2 separate regions of the Mus musculus genome follow, and region 1 is linked to region 2. Evidence: chromatin contacts called from public promoter capture Hi-C data. All regions are on one chromosome and are shown on one strand. Each heading gives the region's core, a stretch centred on a gene start, on an enhancer-like site or on the middle of the called end of the contact. The rest is flanking DNA. Distances are from core to core; before and after follow the strand shown. Region 1 holds the start of 5430421F17Rik (RIKEN cDNA 5430421F17 gene). Region 2 holds the start of Adam3 (a disintegrin and metallopeptidase domain 3 (cyritestin)).

The links. Promoter capture Hi-C pulls out the DNA fragments that hold promoters and counts their contacts.
Region 1: a contact with region 2 is called in a promoter capture Hi-C map of the C10 cell line, with 4 times the contacts expected there. The contact joins the promoter of 5430421F17Rik here to the promoter of Adam3 in region 2. A contact is called at or near these places in 2 of 39 promoter capture datasets (the C10 cell line and pre-B cells).

The regions. Positions count from the first base shown.
Region 1 is chr8:25,303,801-25,308,677 of GRCm38.p6, forward strand. It overlaps 5430421F17Rik (RIKEN cDNA 5430421F17 gene), which reads right to left and starts at 2,470. Exons shown (of 3, transcript NR_040352.1): 1 at 2,355-2,470; 2 at 1,826-1,920; 3 at 1-933.
Region 2 is chr8:24,723,329-24,728,119 of GRCm38.p6, forward strand. Adam3 (a disintegrin and metallopeptidase domain 3 (cyritestin)) reads right to left here and starts at 2,524. Exons shown (of 22, transcript NM_009619.5): 1 at 2,371-2,524; 2 at 1,951-2,033; 3 at 158-213. The coding sequence starts at 2,428. It also overlaps a transcript of Adam5 not described here.

The DNA of each region.
Region 1 (4,877 bases), core at 1,220-3,719, 580 kb after region 2:
AGAGAAGCTGCTGGGAGCTTCAAAGCATCCTTCTGAGTCAGTACGCTAAACACCACTCATCAGAAGTTGCCCTAGGCCAACATCTGAGAGATGAGCATCTTGGAAGCATAGTAATGATAATAATAAAGCGAGTATCCACATACACTTTAGAAGAGTGTGTCAGATTTTCCATAGTGCACTTTCCAGTACTGTCTCAGGAATCCAGTTCTTTTAGATGGAAGAGTGTCTGGAGGCAAACTGGCTATTGCTGTTGTTGTTGTTGTTGGTGGTGGTGGTGGTGGAGTATATTTTCTGCTCTGTTGTTTCCCTAACTGACCTGTGTCTTCACCTAGAGTCATTGGCTTTCTTCAGCGTGGGTGTGCAAACATTAACATTGAAACTCTCACCTGCCAATGGGTTTTACAGACACAATCATGGTAATAGCTAGGCTTTGTGGAAGGACAAACAGGATTTTCCAATTTTCTTTCACTCCCCCAATTGGATAACCAGAAACAAGCCTGTAGGCAGAACTCAGGCCAGAGTTATTTCCATGCCCAGAGTCCTGTCTCTGTCTGTGCAACTAGGCAGGGAGGCCAGGCTCTAGGATGAGAGAAGAAGCATACATTGTAGAGGCAGGATGCTGGCCCATTTCTTATCCAGGCCCTCGGAAAGTAGGAGGGAGACCAAAGCTGGAGGGACACATTGGTCTGCCCTGGGCTTCCCTAGTGTGAAGGTATAGCAGATAAATTAACCACAATGCATGTCCTTTCTCCTTCTTTCTTGGTTGGTATTCTGCATGGAAACAGGCTCACCACACCCATCTGAGAGTGGCCACATCTGAACACACTGAAGAGCACAGAGTGACTCGGCAATGGAAGGACTCGGGGTTTCGCTTTCCCAGGCTTCCCTCAGTTCCTGTGTGGTATGGAAAGAACCCCAGTTTCCTCTGGGCTCCTGCAGGGGTGGGGCACAGAGTCTGGTTGAGTCTGGCTGCAGAATTTACCAGAGAGGAAGTCTGTGGTGGCATCAGGATGGCACTGGGGCCAAGGGCTACCAGACACATTGCTAGGGTCCTGACCTCCATAGCGTTACAGCATCCCAGCCAAACCCAGCAGCCCACTGAACCAGGGCTGGGATTTGGTTAAGGAGGAGAGGAATTAGGGAAAAAAGGAACCTGGGCTCTGACTCAGAACCACAAGCGATCCAACAATAGGCTTTAGAACAGACCCTGGCTGAATGCCAACGGCCAGGACATACAGTCACTGGTCCAGGGAGAGCTGACCAGCCACATTCCATCAGACATAGAGGGTAATCAGGAAATACCGTATGGAAGCAAGCTTGCTCCTCTCTGTTATATGCCCAGGGGCCACCCCGATGAAGAAAGGGAGACATGGACATCTAAAAGACCAGCATTTCTCCAAAAGAGATAAAATTATCCAAAGAAATCTGTTCCGGAACATGAGATGGAAACGAGACTAGAAAACTAAGTTTGTCTTCCACGACACAGTGGCGTGGGGTCTCAGAGGACAAATCAGACTGTCTCTGAGAATCCTCCTATACTGAGGTGTCTGCTTTGGCAACTCCAGGCCATCACCTAACCTCCTTTTCAAGTACAAGACAGGGCTCATTTGAACCACAAGCCGGCAGATTTAAGTTACTATCTCTGTTTGTCACACTCAGGAGTCAACCCTGAGCTATATGATTCAAAGGCACCTGGGTAGCAAGCCCACCACAGGAGACAAAGCTTCCTATCCTAGCCCCAAGCTCCAGCTGGCTGCATCTCTCCAACTCCACAGGAGATGCTCTGACACACTCGAGCGGAGGGGGTTATGAGTCAGAAGCACACCTTCTGCTTCCTGTGCTCAGCAGCCCAGATCATTTCTTCCAGCCTTTATGCAGGAGAATCCCACGACTGGAATCCGGTCTCTGGCAAGGTCATACCTAGGGGTGGGGAGATTCCAGTCATTATGCCAAAAGTGCTTAGGAATTGATAGGACAGTGATCAAACAAAGTCTGTCTATCTGACTCTCTCCCTCTCTCCCTCTCTCCCTCTCTCCCTCTCTCCCTCTCTCCCTCTCTCCCTCTCTCCCTCTCTCCCTCTCTCCCTCGCTCCCTCTCCCTCTCCCTCTCCCTTTCCCTTTCCTTCTCCCTTTCTCAAGTATCACCTAAAACTGAATCCACTGGATCCTTTATTCGCTGTAGTTGTTATTCATCTACAGGGGAAAAAAAAAAAAAAACCAAACCCAAAAACAAAACTCCAAACATTAGCAAGAGAAAGAGGTTGGCAACGGCACCCGGCACCCGGCACCCGGCACCCGGCACCCGGCACCCGGCACCCGGCACCCGGCACCCGGCACCAGCAGAGTATTCCTTACCTGACTCTAACATTATCCCAGGCTTCTTTGCCTCTCCCCTATGTGCTGAGTGTGTAAACAGCACAAGCCATACAAGGAATGTTTGTTATGCTGTGGAAACACACACTCTCTCCCTCCGCCCCTTTTCACCCCAGGACCGGATATACACGTTCCAGAAGAGGAATATACATCCCCAGAGTCTGAAATCAAATCTGGAATTCATATCCTCTCTAAATGTACTTTATTAAAAGCAGAGATCAAGAAAAGGTTTTAGAATTATTATATTGGAGAGGTTGATTGTATAGAAAGAACTTGGAATTGAGGACAATTTTAGACATGGTTTGCAAGCTGCTCACTGTGGATTAGTGGGAAACAGGGCACTTTGGCATCTATCCTTTCTCAAAGACTTTAAAATTGGTCCCCAAACTGTATCACTAAACTGGTAAAGAAGACTGCGGTAGGGCTCACTCATCTGTAATTAACACAGCCAAGTGAATTGAACATTTGCGCGCACACATACACATAGTAGGTCAAAAAATCCCAGGAATTAAACTGTCGGTTTGAGGTTAATCTTGTAAAGTCAGTGTGCTAACAGGAATGATGGTGAGTGCAGACTCTACCTGCCATTGAAGAGTCGGTGCGGATGTGCATCTATCTGTGTGTTTGCCTGGGTGTGTGCTGAAAGCTGAGGCAGAGAACAGGAGCCTGTTGAAACTGTAGGCAGGAGGAGGCAGGCAAGGCCTCTACAATTACCCCAGAATGAGCTTGCAGCCTGTACTATTAGGGAGGTCCCTGGCTGAGGAAGCCGTGAGCTTTCTCTCCCCTTCCCAAAGGCCCAGATGATTTTGTATCAGTAACTGTTTCTGAATGCTCTTTTCCCTCGGTTTGGCATTGCGTCACTCTAAATACCATTGTAGCTCACGGTATCTCTCTGATGAAAACAGTCGATTCGCGGGGTCAGCTAACTCAACAGTGGGAGCAATGTGATTATGGGATTCACATTTTGGTAATAAAAGAAGAGCTGAACCCTTTAACCTCCCGAGGAAGGCAGAGACCGCCTGTGACCCAAAAGAAGCCTCTAGACACCGAGAGCTCCCAGAAGGATGGAGAGGGAGTCAATATTTCTGAGCTAATGTACAAGGGAGCTGCTGTGCTGTTTACTGCAAGGCTCGAAGGACAAGGCCTGGAATGCAAATCACAATCCTTGTGGGATTTTGCTGGCTGACAGCCACCATGGAGTCTAGGCTCGTCTTCTCTTTCCTTGGCGAGCAGAGCTTCTCCTGTTGCTGTATCTAAAAGGGTCCCTTTTCCAGACCACATGGAAGAAACTGTGAACCTTTAGGTAGCTGAGGCCCCCTGGACTTTTCACGTTGGCCATTTTCCTAAAACTTTTGGGTTATTTACTTAATTAAAGTGACCATAAGAGGGAATCTGAAAGTAGCTCCCAGTGGCTTTCAGGAGAATCAGCAATGGCGCCGGGTTCCTTCCGGGAATCCTCCCTGCCTTGCTTTCCTTTCTGCCCTGGAGGCTGAGACACATGGAGCTGTGGGCAGCACCGTGTTCCGGCGTTCTCTGCAGGAGGCGTGGCCTCTCAGGTTCCGAGCTTCCTGCTTGGGCTGCAATAAATGTTGTATCCATCTCATAAACACTTACGTGGCCTGTGTTCATCCCACCAGAAGACATTATGTGGAGTAGAGGGGAAAGACGTGTTTTGCTGGGAGCAGTTGAGACCCTGCAGATGACTGTGTTCAGGGCGTGGCCAAGAAGAAGCAGTGTGGCCCAAAGAGCCCTGGGTACCAGATTTGACTTCGATGGCCACAGCCCATAGATAACTGACTGCGGAGACATCTCTGTGAAGGCTCCAGCCAGTTCCAGGATGATGCCTTCCAGATTCGCAGGCTCCTCTGCCGAACTCCTGGGGAAATGTCTGCCCTTCTGCCTGGGGCTGCATTTCACATTATTTCTTCAGCTGTGGTTCTGATTCTTCTCTGCTCTTGGGCTCAGTTGGATCTTCCTGTTTGTCTCTAAGAGCCAAAAACATTCCCCAAGTGTGTTGCAACCAGCAGGTTCTGAGGGACTAGAAAGGACTATACTGATATGTGGAATCTAGATTTAAAAGACACATGAAGGCGGGAAAGAAACTATTTGGGAGGAAGGGGGATGGGGGTGGGGGTGAGGGTGGGGATAGGAGGTTAATTAACAATCTAAGTGTGTGACATGCTTTGTGAAGATGTGACGGAACCCATTATTTTTCTTTAAAGTTTTTTTTTAAAGCCAATGTTTGAGAATAAAGAATGCCAATAGTAAAAATAAAGCTCAGAAAGGAAATGGGGGAGGGGCTCTTGGCGATGGGATAAGAGCAGCCTCCTTGTCCAGGACAGAGGGGACCACAGGTTCAACAGCTTTTCCTAGAGGCCTCCTCTGCTGTCCACACACTAAACATGAAATTGCAAGCAGCCACTTTCCACTTGGATCTTTTTGTTGTTCTTTTGCTTGTTTGTTTGTTTGTTTGTTTGTTTGTTTTGAGACAGGGTTTCTCCAGAT
Region 2 (4,791 bases), core at 1,274-3,773:
TCACAAGAAAGATTTAGAAATCTCAGTTCCACATGAATCTTAAAGAAGACAGAGCCTGCTAAGTAAATGGATTGCTTGTGCTCAGCTTAGGGAAGAGTTGAGGAAGAGGCGAGGGGAAACAGCTGTGTGCAGTGAGAGCGATCACTTGCTGACTTACTGTTTTTCAAGTTGGAGTGTGTATGCTTTGCCCTCAATTCTGACCACGTAAGTGACCTGTGACAACAAAAGTGGGAAGAGAGAGAAAGCCATTATTAGAAATGTCAACTCCTTAAAAGTAACAGGCTACGATTGATGTATATGCACATTTTATATGACCAGACATTAAAGCCTACATATTCTCAAACACAAATGACCTCACAACAGTCTCTACTATGTCTCATGCTTCTTACATATATGTGCCCTTTCCAGTTCATGTGTTACTTCCCTTGATCCCATATTCCATCCATCCTCGTTTAATAAGTAAAATAACACACACAAACACACAGACACACACACCCTATAAGCTGTGTTTTTCTCACCCAATACTGGCATACCCTCACTGCTACTGTCGTTACTGAACCTAAAGGGGGAAGCAATCAAATACAAATGTCTTCCGCTACCAAACAACACCGGGGTCATAGACACTGAAAGGGCATATGAAATATATCCATATTAGAAATAGTAGCAGTCATTATTTGCAAGATCGAAACATACAATTAACTATACTGGGCATGTTTTACTCCTGTAAATCAAAGGATAAACAACTGGAAAGCAAATTTCATGATGCCAGTTTCTATAGCCCGAGAAAATGAAGCAGCATGCAGATACGTTGTGATGAAACCTACAGGACAGGTGTGAATCAGGCACGTGCATGTCACAAACTGGTGAGAATAAAGAATACAGATAAAATGTGTTTAAAGAAAATCAACCTAAGAACATGGAGGACATTGGGGGGGGGGCCTGCAAGGAAGCTACAAAAGGAAAGGAGTGGGGTATGATCAAGATATGTCATATACATGTAAGAAAAATTTCAAAGACTAAACAGAAACATCACTTAAAATGCCACGTCCATGGTTTGGGGTGTGAAATATTATTTCCTTGTGGATTGAATATTATCTATTGTCAAATCCCAAGAGGCTAGTTTTAAAACTATGCAGGCTATCGTCCATGTTATATATTGAATTAAAACGTCTAAGAATACAAAAGCAGGGAGACTGTAAGCAGATGATTTAGGGCAGCATGAGACGATGATTGATGTCAGTGTGCTGACTTTTGTAGGAAACACTTGTCTGACTTGGGAAGAACTAAAAACATTCCGAACCACTTTGCGGACATCCTATGGAAATGGCTCTGAGAAAACTTGAGGCTCTCTGCTGGTCAGAAGTTTTATACACCTATGAGGTAACACTGTAGAAGAAGAAAGACAATATTGCCATATCGAGTCATTAAAAAAAATGTATGTGACTAAAAGTTCAGTTGGTTAAAATGAGTATCTCAGAACGTATGCAGATGGACACTTACTTTAATACGCATCTCTTTTTGGTCTTTAGAATGATTTTTATAATTTATGCTTTACTGTTCTGCTTTCCGAAGGATTTAAAACGCGTGCATTTATGGGCTTGGAGGGATTTATGGTACCAGTTTAAAAAATCATGATGCACCATAAATTTTAGTATAGTCTCGCCTATAAGAATATATAACTAGTGGCCGTGTAAGCTATGCATGGCAGTGTGGAGACCAGAAGCTAAAGCATTTGAGTCTTACATAAAACAGTTGGGCAATGTTCACACTCCTCTTGGGAAGTCCAAGAAAACCGAGACCTTTGCCCTGCCTCAGATCAACAATCTTTATCACACTAAATTAGGCATAAACAGAATTTCAAAATGGCTATGTAGGAATTCTTTGATGTGGACCAGAAGTAGAGTACAAATAAACACCCGTCATTTTCCAAATATCCGGTTTCTTAATTACTTGTGTCTCTGCCTCCTTGGCATCCTGGATGTTGGTGTCGATTTTCTCTGGTACTGTGATCTGCAGAAGTGGTGTTTCTACGTCTGCAGAGAGAGCGACAGTGAGTGCACCTGTCTTGGCTATGGTCCTCTAGCCAAGCAGAGAACACGTGGGACATACGGGCCTCTAGCTTTCTTCCTCCCTCCCCGTCTCCTCCCACTTTACAGATGTTCTCAGCAAAGGAGGGTCAACGATCTTTGGGCTGAATTCTCCCACTAGCAGGGAGAGATGGGCCGCTGAACCCCTGGACCCTGGAGCTGGGTGGGGCTCTGATGCACCTTCACTAGCCTGTTCTGAACTTCCAGGAGTAAAGACTGTGGAGCCAGCATGGCAGATGGCCTGTTGACAGGTGGTCCCCTGCCCAGCAGCGACTTTGCTTACCTTTGCCTGCAGCGATCACTTGGCCTAGGTATGAGAGGACTAGGAATAAGGGCAGCATGGTGTGGCTGCTGACTTTGCCACGGTGGTGTCAGTTGATGCAACGGCAGCAGCTCGTGGCCCCTGCGCCTGAGCTCTTCGGGAGCAGGAGAGACAGAACAGGAAGTACGAACAGGAAGGCCCACGGTGAGGGTGCCACAGCAGCTCTGTGACCAGAGCCCAGATGACTCAACCTTTTCCCTGCAGACGTCAGAGGATGCCTGAAGCTGCCCCACATGAACGCTGGACTCTGAAAGAGCTGCCAGCTCATGAGCCCTGTCACCAGCTACCTAGTCCCAGTTCTTTCTGCGCATGCTACGGCCTGTATGCCTTTACACACAATATTTACATGTAAAATAAAATGAATACCGTTCCCATTTTGTAAAAGAAAACAGAAACTAGACAATAAAAATTTTTAATTTTTCATGAGTGCTTCCTAAACATTGTAATGTTTTTGTCAAGAAATAGCTGTTGTAGCTAATGATGAACAACAATAAAAATTAAACCTCTCTTGTTTACTGAAGAATTTGCCCTGGTTTGTGTTGTGTCATATATTTATTTTAGTATTTCAATATTTCATAAGGCCAGATGTTTTTCATATACTGAAAAAAAATGACCTAATAACTGACAGCAAATTATAACGGCTTTCAATTGTGTGGCCACTTTTAGTGCATAACTTCCTAACTGGAGCCTTAAGACATTCTTAAAATTTTACATAGGTCACAAAAGTTATGGTAAGTGTTAGTCGTGATTTTATTATATTTCATGGAGGTTAGTATGTAGCCAAAATCAGAAACATGTGCTTATTGAGTAACATTATTATTGCTTTCACCTGATTAATGTAGATTATTCAAATAATTCAAATTTAACTCCACCTTTGAACTTCTGAAGGCCAACAAGCAATAGGCCTGGGTATCAAACATTATGGATACTGTATTTGTTTCTGAATGAGGTACAAACAGGAAGGCAGATGTAAGAGTTGTCATACATAGAAACTATAAATGAATCAATAGTAAGATGTACAAATTTCTGTGTGATTGTATTAAGATGCCCCCCACCCCCACATAGCTCAACAGAAAGGATGTTGTATTTATGGTGAAGAATAACTGGATTACTGAATGACTTCTTCCAAGGGTTTGACTAGGGCTACACAGGAATCTCAAGAAAAAATCTGTTACAATCTTGACAAGAGATCAGTCAAGAAGACTGGTCCATTTAGGAGAACTCCACATAAATCAGGCTACAGATGCCAACTCACGAGGAGAAAAGAAAATACTGAAAAATTCTTTTTATCTTTGAAAATAAAAGCTTCTGCAGAAAAAAAAAATCTCCCATTTATCCTCCTAAATCCCCTTCTTAATAAAACTTTTTATATTTATTAAATATGCACTCAAGTTTATGGCAGACTAAAGATAAATTCCATCCCTTTGTAGTCAAACAGGTGTAATCGATTTTATAGGTAGTCACCATATTTATTAAAGGACAAGCCAAATTCCATGTTCCTTAGAGATAGCCACAACGGTGTCCTGGAACCCAGGTATCAAGAGCACCTCGCTGAGAAGACAGGGCTGAGAGAACCTGGTGATGCTTTCCCGAATGGCCTTTCCCAGTGTCCTCCAACCCTTAGTGTTTCTTCAGAGCAAAGACGTACAGAATCCTTTCTGGGTTTGGTGTGATTGGTGGGTCCGTAGATGAGCTAAGGAGGGGATAAAACAAAGGCGTGCGGGATTTAAGCCGTGGCAGTCATTAAATGCAGTGGGCTCTCTAGAACATGAAGGAGCTCTTTTAAAAAAGCAACTCGGAGGGTTTGGATGAGACAGGGTAACAGAAAGACATTTTAAAAAGTGGTACGTATAACCATAGTGCAAACATAGCTAAGCAAGAATATGGCAAAATGTTCACTATGTATCAAAAATTAATTATGGCCCAATACAGTTGAATGCCACAGTAACCTCTTGCTGTATACTGTGTTTCCCATATCTTAATCTATTAAATGATGTATTTCAATTTACTATATCCTACTGTCACTCTGCTTACCCTCTCCTGAATTTCTTTCTTTCTTTCTTTCTTTCTTTCTTTCTTTCTTTCTTTCTTTCTTTCTTTCTTTCTTTTTTTCTTTCTTTCTTTCCTTCTTTCTTTCTCTCTTTCTTTCTTTCTTTCTTTCTTTCTTTCTTTCTTCTTTCTTTTTTTTTTATAACCACTTTGGAGGGAATTGTGAAGTCCAGGTTGATTTCTCATAATATTTAAAATATCTACAGATTTTCAGGAAGTTTCTACAAGAACATGGGGCTGTCGAGATGGCTCTGCAGTTAAGACCACTTACTGCTCTTCCGATGGACCTGAGTTTTTCTTCCCAGCACCCACATCACAGCCCACAACAACCTG